Regions from separate parts of the Rattus norvegicus genome. Here region 1 is linked to region 2. A link is a contact called in public Hi-C data. All regions are on one chromosome and are shown on one strand. The core of a region is the stretch at or near the end of the contact, and the rest is flanking DNA. Distances in the headings are between cores, read along the strand shown. Region 1 holds the start of Nfatc1 (nuclear factor of activated T-cells 1). Region 2 overlaps Nfatc1 (nuclear factor of activated T-cells 1).

Evidence for each region. A called contact is a pair of places that touch in the nucleus more often than the background predicts.
Region 1: a contact with region 2 is called in a Hi-C map of Schwann cells, with 3 times the contacts expected there. The contact joins the promoter of Nfatc1 here to the enhancer-like site in region 2. A contact is called at or near these places in 4 of 12 Hi-C or Micro-C datasets (Schwann cells, kidney, liver and 1 more) and 1 of 1 datasets of contacts at active chromatin or transcription factors (oligodendrocytes).

The regions. Positions count from the first base shown.
Region 1 is chr18:76,429,200-76,433,493 of GRCr8, reverse strand. It overlaps Nfatc1 (nuclear factor of activated T-cells 1), which reads left to right and starts at 2,504. Exons shown (of 10, transcript NM_001415721.1): 1 at 2,504-2,935. The coding sequence starts at 2,809.
Region 2 is chr18:76,369,671-76,374,483 of GRCr8, reverse strand. All of the region lies in intron 6 of Nfatc1 (nuclear factor of activated T-cells 1), which reads left to right. Among named protein-coding and RNA genes, the nearest start is that of Nfatc1, 59 kb to the left of the region's middle. Within about 2 kb of position 2,988, at least 32 of the 93 cell types and tissues checked have an H3K27ac peak or open chromatin away from gene starts, as enhancers often do. A contact at or near this core is called in Schwann cells, where this site is marked.

The DNA of each region.
Region 1 (4,294 bases), core at 1,255-3,754, 59 kb before region 2:
GAAGAGGAAAGAAGGCGGTAGGGACGCGCAGGGAGCGCGGCCGCTGGACCAGGCTTGAGCCCGAGGTGGCCGCAGGGCCTGGCGGACAGCTCGGAGCTGGCTGCACTCCTGCGCCGCTGCCTCCGGAACTCCCTGCGCCTGGCGTGCGGCCACCGTGGTCCCGGCAACGGCATTAAACAGAGGGAAACAGGCCCGGGATTCCGTCACCCGCGGGGGATAAGGAGGGCATTGAGACAGACAGGAAAGGGCTTTTCTGGATGGGGTGAAAAGTTATTTATTGGAGAGGGAGGGGGAGGAGCAGACAGGAGGAAGAGGAGGAGCGGGAGGAAGAGGAGGGAGGAGAGGAAATGAAGGGAGGGGAGACCAAGGGTCAGAGCAGAAAGGAAAAGAGATCAAGAGGAACCGGGGAAGGAAGAGGATATAAAGGAAAAGGAAGGAGAGGGGATAAAGGAAGAGCCTGGAAGAGTCCTCCAGCTTCCTCCAGCTTTGCACAGCTCGGCAAGTCCAAGAGTGCGGACAGGTCAGCGTCTCTGACGCGAGGTGTGGGAACTCCTCTGCCCTCCGGAGTCCCCAAGGTCTCGAGTGGGCCTTAGTCTTCTCACCACGCCTCGCCGCTGATGCCTCCGCCCAGCCCCGCCCCGCCCCGCCCGGTCCCGGACAGGGGAGGGCGGGGACGGAAACTCTTCAGGCAAAATCTTGGCATCCCGGTCTGGCGACACCGGGACTCACTGAAGAATAGATTTTTTGGGGAGGGAGGAGGGGGGTTCTTGGGCAATGGGGTCTTGGCACCCCCTAGCGGCAGCCTCTTTCAAGGAGTGCAGGGAGACTTCTGCGCATCCCTGAAGGGTTTGAACATCCCAACATCTTCTTTGAGCCTTCAGTTTAATAGATCATGCCCCACACCCCCAGCCTCGCTATCCTCTCGACCACCTATAGTAGTGGCTCTCTCCTCTCAACGCCAGAGGTAGAGAGGTGCGCGCCTCGCCCAGCTCTCTACGTGAGTAGCAGCGGGCCAGCAGGGTTTGAGACATGCTGGGCACTACCTGTGGCTATGCAGCCCCCACGGCCGCGCTTCTCTGCCGCGGTAGAAGAAAAAAAGGTGGCTTTTAGTTCTGTGGCGCTGAGGCCACTGGAAAGAGCCGCTGGATGCTGCCGGTGGAGTGGATGGGTTTTAGCCAAGTTTTCCTATTATTTAACGGCGAGCCCAGTAGGCCAGTCCCACTTGCTGGTTCTTGCTGGTTAGATCAGATTTCCCTAAGTCTTGAGGTGTGAAGTACTTTGGAGCACCCACTGGCTCAGTACACGCCCCGCGCGCCCCACAGTCTCGCCGCCCCACAGCAGACACGCTTTTTTTTTTTTGCTTTGGGGTTTATTTTAAAGCATATGAGGTGTAGGCCAATAGATTTATGATTTCTATACACCAGACGCTCTAACTGCCCAACCCTCCAATCCGTTCCATCCAAAGCCAACAAGAAAATATGGTCGGGTTTGGCAGCAGAGTTGCGCCCTAGGAGATGCGGGGAGATTTGAAAGAGAAAAAGTGTGAAGCGAGGCGGGACAGAATCCTCAGAAGTTCCCCTGCTCTAGCCTCCGGTGCCAGAAACCTCGTGGTCGCGCCTACAAAGCACCCTGTGGTCCCTGCATGAGTCTGCCCACACCGGGGCAAAGACCCAGAGGAGGAGCTGCGCAGGTGGGCGCGCTCTTAGGCGCGCTGTCCCTCCCCTTCTCGTACAGCAAGCAATCCAGTTCGCTCAGATATTTACAGAGTAAAAATGACAATATCTGGCTGTCCCGGGACGCCCATGCAATCTGTTAGTAATTTAGCGGGATGGGAATTTCCTTACTCCTGCCTGCCAGTGGAAGCGCTTTTCCAAATTTCCACAGCAGGGGAAGCCTGCGATTTTACATAATGACTTCAGCATGCAAGGGGTCTCGGCACCCTTCCCCCGCCTCTCGTACCCCCAGCCCCTCATTAAAAGGGAGAGTAGCCTTCTTAGGGCACCCTCCTGAAGCCGCCACCATCCTGGCTTGGCGCGTTCACTGATCGCTCCCTGACAAGCCCTTTCCTTCCCACTCGTCCCCGCCTGTTTCTAAGTCCCCCAACTCTTCCCCATGAGCCCTCTCCCTCCTAGTGTCCCTTCGCTCCCCATCCTCCCTCTTGTACACCTTTGCCGTCCTCCAGGTGCCTCTCCGCACCTCTGGGAGCTCCCTCCGGTCCCTTAAGTCCTCGTTACCCCCCGCTGCGTCCCTTCTCTCCCTTTGCGCCCGGCTGGTCCACCCCAGGGTACCCCTGTCCAAACCAGGGCGCCCCGCTTGCCCAGCGATCGGCAGCCGCTGCACACAGAGGGCGGCGCTCCGCGACTTGTCCCCCGGGCCCCGCGCCGGCTCGGGCGGGCAGGGGCGTGATGTCACTGCAGGGAGGGGGCGCGGGAGCGGCCGGGCGGGCGGGAGCCGGGGGAGGTGTTTTCCAGCTTTAAAAAGGCAGAAGGCAGAGCCCGGCCCTGCGTCAGAGTGAGACCGAGAGGCTCCGAACTGGGCGACAGAGTCGCCTCGCGGATCCGAGCGGCGGGGCACGAGCTCCCCGGCGCCGCACACACCTCCTCCCCTGGGGCGAGTCCCGGGCCGCAAGCAGGCCTGCCACGCGCGCACACACCCCGCATGTCACCTCCCCGCGGCGCGCGGCGCTGAACCCGGCCCGGCGCGTGTCGGCGAAGGAGAGGTCGGACTCGGGAGCCGGCCCGGAGCTGCTCCCGGCGCCAGCTCCCGCTCCTCCTCCTGCTGCTCGCCGCTGCCGCCACCGCCGCGTGGATGCCAAGTACCAGCTTTCCAGTCCCTTCCAAGTTTCCACTCGGCCCTCCGGCCGCAGTCTGCGGGAGCGGAGAAACTTTGCGGCCCGCGCCGCTCGCCGGCGGCACCATGAAGGCGGCCGAGGAAGGTAAGCCCCGCGCCCCTCCCTTCGTCCCGGAGTGCCCTGGCCCTTCGTGCCCGCTCCCCGCGCCCCACACCCATCTCGAGTCCTCCTCCTCGGCCAGGCTGCCGGGGCTGGTCTGCGCGTCCAGGGAGGGGCGCGGGCGTCCAGCCGGACAGCGTGGCACACACTGTGAAGGGTGTCCCCCTGGTGTTTCCCCGGCGCAGCCCAGATTTCTAGCGCGCTTTCTTGCCAATAGGTGTCTCCTCTTCTCTAGCGCGGAGTACTCAAACAGCTTCGGCTGGGGTCTCAGAGATCTCAGCTGGGGAAACTAGATTCACACGGGTGAGATTTGAGGATGGGGTGCGGTAGGGGCGGGGGTCGTCAGAACCAAAAACAAACAAACAAACAAACAAACAAACAAACAAACAAAAAACCCACCCTGGGATGAAGTGAGGCGGCTTTGGAGAGGAAAGTTGACCCTGCCTCTACCTCAGGAAGGCAAGCAAATCCATGACCAGAAGTATTAAGAGTCCTGCATCCTCCCAAGTGAGTCTTAGATGCCTCTCACTAAAAGTAAGGGTTTGGCCAAGTGGTCCCAAGTGGTCCAGGCTTCTAAATGTTTCTCAAGCTTGTGGCCAAATGTTGCATTCAGACAAGAGTTCTGCCTTGGAAAATGCCTTGGGAAAGCTTGAAGAAGGACTGCCGGGTTTGAAGTTGCATATTCTTCCAAGTAAAGAATATGCGCTGGAATCTGCCTTAACCTGGCAGGGCCACAAGAATGGCATGGCCCAGACCTTCTGTCAGGGGCCTTCAAGTCTTCTCAAAAGAGCTAGCAAAATAACTTCTAAAACATTTAGGCTCCTGCAGGTGTCTTTGAAACACCCTGTAAAAGGTGGCTGGCTTTTCAGCAGGGGATAACTTGACCTGTGTAGCATGGACCCAGGGAACCATGTCTCCTAATTCCTTTTTGGCACCAAAGAAGTTACCTAAAATTACTGAAGGCCAGCTGGACCCCTGCTGGGGCTGGGGCACTCTGATTTACAAGGGCGGCCATCCTTTAGCACTTGGAAGGAAACCTTAGCTTCCTGTGAGCGTCTGATGAGTGGGTCAGGCGGAGGAAGCAGTTCCCAGAGAGTCAGCCCTGGACACCTTTTTTATCATTAGACCCAAGAGCCATCAGCTCAACACAAACGGATCCAGATTCTCAGAGCCCAGGTGTCCTGGGAGGAAAGCATTGTGTGAACTTTGAATTAAAGGGGGAAGATATTGTCTCATGCTGCTAACCTCAATTTTTAAAGAGGTCTAAATATTACTAAGTGTTCTCAGGATGAGCTCTTGCTACAAGGAAGGCTACAGTGTTTTTGTTGTGGTCTGGGCTGCAAA
Region 2 (4,813 bases), core at 1,739-4,238:
TGTCTGTTGGCTTGTTTGTTTTGTATTTTAAGTGTGAGCCTTTTCATGACCAGGAAGCAGTCTACAGAGAGATCAATAGCTTCAAGCCAGCTTAGGGGGTGTGGGGGTACTATACAGAGTTGTGTCCCTGCATGGGGGCATGTGTGTGTGTCAGTGTGTCTGTGTCAGTGTGTGTAGGTATGTGTGTGAGTGTGTCAGTGTTTATGTGTGAGTGTGTGTCAGTATGTGTGTGTCAGTATGTGTGTCAGTGTGTGTGTGAGTGCGTGTGTCTGTGTGTGTGTCAGTGTTTATGTGTGAGTGTGAGTGTGTGTGTCAGTATGTGTGTGTCGGTGTGTGTGTGTGAGTGTGTGTGAGTGTGTGTGTGAGTGTGTGTGTCTGTGTGTGTCAGTGTTTATGTGTGAGTGTGAGTGTGTGTGTCAGTATGTGTGTGTCGGTGTGTGTGTGAGTGTGTGTGTGAGTGTGTACAACTGAGCGTAGGTGAATGTATATCTTTGTCGCTGTGTCATGAGGTATGTGTGGGTGCCTATGCCTGTGTGCAGGCGTTGGTGATATTAAAATGTGCTTATGTGATATAACACAAGTATTCCACTGGCCCCTCGAAGAGTGTCCTTGTCACCTGCATGGCTGAGTAGGGTGGGGAGAGGGGAACTCAAATTTCTTGAATCCCACCATGTGGCCACTACAGTTAGAGACAACCAGCCAAGCTTCACTTCCCACAGGGACGGAAGTGAAATCCCCAGGTCCCATTGGTGGTCAGTCCCCTACCACATACAATCTATGTGCCTTGGGACATGCACCCACGGTAGCATCTCCTCGGGTGTCTGGGGTCAGCTGTAGGAACACGCATGCCCTAAGTCATGACCAGCTGTAGGAAAATACCTTCTTTCAATTCCTTGGCCATGAAACTGGGGTGGGCCAGGACCAGTGGTGTCTGCCCCCAGGCTCAGTACGTCATCAGCCCTGCACACACATGAGAGTTTTCATCACGGCATGAAAATACCGCCGTGCTGACCTGGTCGGGCAAGCTTCCATGTGGCTACCATGCACAGTCACTCAGCATGGGGAGAGAGAACCCCTGAAATTCCACCTTACAGACATGCCCAGCTCTACATGGTTCCTGCATAGTAGGAGAGGTCTGCCTCAGATCCTGGTGCTGGCAGGCTGGGTCTTACTGTGGGCTTTATGGGCAGCTGACCTCGACATCTCAAGATGGGACCACAGTGTCCCTATAGATGAGCAGCTGGTCCTTGACAATCTGGTTCCTCTTCTCCCTAGAGTGTTTCAGGATTACACAGGGCAGTCACAGTCACAACCCCATGGATGGCACCTTTCTGCCTAGTTGCTGCAGTGTAGACACATGCAGATTTCTCACAGGGTACACAGGGTACAGGGTACACAGACACCTTTCTGCCTAGTTCCTGCAGTGTAGACACATGTGGATTTCTCACAGGGTACAGGGTACACAGGGTACAGGGTACACAGGCACCTTTCTGCCTAGTTCCTGCAGTGTAGACGCATGCAGATTTCTCACAGGGTACAGCTCCAGTGGCTTTGCAACTGTTTGCTCTGTGTCCAGGATACTTTAATCTCCATGAAAGAAGTCTCCCCTTCGTGAGTGCTGGCTCAGTGAAGGTGTGGTTGGGTGTGGCTCTGGGGTTCCAGCACTGGAAGTACTCATCAGAGTGGCCATGTGGGAGATGCTTGGGCTTTCGGGGTGGAGCCTAGGGAAAAGGATGAGGGGTGTGTGTGTGTGTGTGTGTGTGTGTGTGTGTGTGTGTGTGTGTGTGTGTGTGAGAGAGAGAGAGAGAGAGAGAGAGAGAGAGAGAGAGAGAGAGAGAGAGAGGCGCGCAGGTCACTCTGCAAGAGACCAGAATGGTAGTTAGCTGAGTGACCTGTTGTGAAAGGCAAGCCTAGCCCTCAGCCCTCTGGCCTCCTGCCTAACTATGGAGGCTTTTCCACACACTCCTACCACATGTGGCCAATGCTACCAGCCCCCCTCCTCCCCCTCCCCAGGGACTGAGCGGTTGCTGAATCATGCCCAGCTTCGGGTATTCTATTTTAGCTGCAAAGAGAAGCAAGCCGCTGTGCTGTCGGCTCTTCCCTTCCTCATCCCGATGCCCGCCATCCCCTCCCCGCACCTTGTGGATTCCCCTCTGGGATACTTTCTGTCAGTAGAGGCAGGCAGTGTCTGCTTTGCTGTCTGGCCTCTTTCACCGAATGGCATTTTTATCCCCTCTAGTCCATCCCAATGCTGTCCATTTTTATGGCCGACCAGTACCCGGGTGTGGCCAGGCCAGGTGGGCATGGGTTGTTCCCCTCTCGGTGACTGTCATGAATGAAGTTGTTGTGAACGTTTGTAAACAAGGTTCTGTGCTTGCCTGTGTCTTCTTCGTGACACATACCTGGGTGTGAATCTGTCCTGAGCTATCCAGTACCATCAGGCTGTTTCCCGAAATGCTGGGGGCGGAGGGGAGTGTCTTTTTTTACCTTGGGTTCTGCTGAGCAAAGCTGTTCTCCTAACCTGGGAGAAGCAGGCCTCTAGGGCACCAAGGGTTAGAGAACCCACAGGCTTCCCAGGCTGACGGCACTCAAAGCCCCTGTGCAGTCCGGCCCTGCAGAACCATTGCTGTGTTCGCCCAGTCCCATAACCGATCCATCCCAGTGTTTTACAATGATGGTGTCTGGACCTGCCCCTCCCTGGAGGCTGATGGGATACAGACACAGGGCTAGAAGGAGGAAGCCTCCTGCCCCACCCCAAGGAGGAGGCAAAACATCTCAGGAGACTTCTCCACTCCTGAATAAACTTGAGTCGCTTCCACATGTGGAAACAGTGGCTCAGCCCCTACCTACCCTGGCGTGCGACCGGCCCGCGGGCCTGAGGTGGCAGGCGAGTCCTGCAGCCAGTGGAGCGGCTTCAGACCTGCAGGCTGGCCGTGTGGAAACCTTGGGCGGGTGTGGTGGGGAAGCCTTTCTGATGACTCACACTGAAGGGAATTCCCTAATGGTTTGGAATATTTTTACTTCTGAACTGGAGCACAGTTTCCTACTGGGAGCGTAGGGAGCTCCTGATAAGATGGGACACAAAGGCCCTTTCAGGATGGCCGGCTGGCTCCCTGCCTGGTAGAGGTTGAATTCTGAACAGCCCTTGGTTAACTTGCCTCTGAGCAGGGAGGAGGGGTGTCATAGCTGAGGGATCTGTGGACTCATCCGATGGTCTAGGGCACCCCTCGTGGCTGATTCTCTCAAGGGGTATAAAGGACCATCTCCTGGACTCCTGCCAGAAGCAGCCTGCTATGCATATGCAGAAGTCCACTCAGCTACCGTCACAGCGTGAAGAGTGGAACATTCACTGTTTGGTCTGTGCAGCAATTGCAGATGGAGAACCCATGTCTGGATGGGACCGGTGCTTTGGGATAAGATGGTTGACTGCAGCACAGATCTCAGTGGCCCCAAGGGACCATATTTTAAGAGGAAACAGAATCCGATGGGTGATCTGTCTTGGTGCAACATAGAAGACAGGGATGGGGCCCTCCATCTTGTCTGTTGGTGCTTGGCTGGATGGGAGCTGGCCAGTGTCAGCACAGTAGCTCACAATGGCACCTTCTCAGCCACTCTGCTGTGACAGGGGAAGGAGAAACCCTTTTCATTTCTATGCCTGCCTCAGTGCCCAATCCACCCGTATGCCTACATTTCCCTAACTTTTGACCCATGATTTGAACATACAGATCCCCTCCTTGGGGATTTGAACTTCCCTTCCATTCTCAGAGTTGACAGGGCCGCTGAACAAACTCTTCCCTTCACAGAAAGCCTCGGTCTCCTTCTTCCCCCTCCAGCCATACCTGCTGCTGTCTCTCCTACCTAGATACAAAGGTTGCACCTTCTCCACGTGGTTTCATAGTCTTGGCAGGAGCTTTCAGGATGACAGGGGCCACACCACCGTCGGCCCACCTATGTACAGGACAAGAAACCATATATTCTCGGGGGCGAGGGGCAGAGAGTAGCTCGTTCTGGGAGACTTTAAAGCTGTAGTAAAGGCAGCACAAATATACCACCTCACCCTTATGGAGGGCAAGTCTAGGAGAGCGCACAGCTGGACTACACATCCAGAGCATGGTTAGAGAACCTATGTGGGTACTTCTGCTTTGGCCCTTGCGGCTATCGTTGGCACATGTGGCTGAGGTTGAGGGCATTTCTTGGCTGACATCCCTAAGCTGCCAAGGCTTAGGGGTTCACTGTTTCTGACATTGCAGTGCTCTAGGGGTGTCTTGTCTTCCCTGAGGGGCATGGGTAGGAAGGATGAGTTAGAACCTTCGTGGGCTCATCTGATGGCGTTTGCTCAAGGCCCCGGGTGTCTTGGAAGCTGGTGTGGCCTGGTGAGGCTGGGTGGCTCTTGGAGCCACTGGTGACTCACATTTCCACCCTGGGCCTCCACCCTCCACCCACCACCCTGTCCAGCACCGAGGGAAGGAGCTGGTGTTTGGTTTATCAGTAATGTAGGGTTAGTGACAGACAAATGGAGTGTAAGCAGAAACTAAGTGTGTGCCTGAAACGGCTCATCTCAGGAACTGACTTCATTCTGGAGGAGATAAACGCGGGGATGGATAGCTGTCAACCCAGTGGCCACCCAGCTGTCCCCAGGTCATGAGCCTGTCAGCAGGACTGGGGACTCAGAGTCCGTGAGTGGCAGACACCCTTCCTCTAATCACTAGGTCCACACCTCATTGCCAGCTGAGAACAATAAGTTCTTTCACTGCACCTATGAGAGCCTTTTAATATATTTTTTTAACATGCAAACAGCCACTGGGCTAAGGTT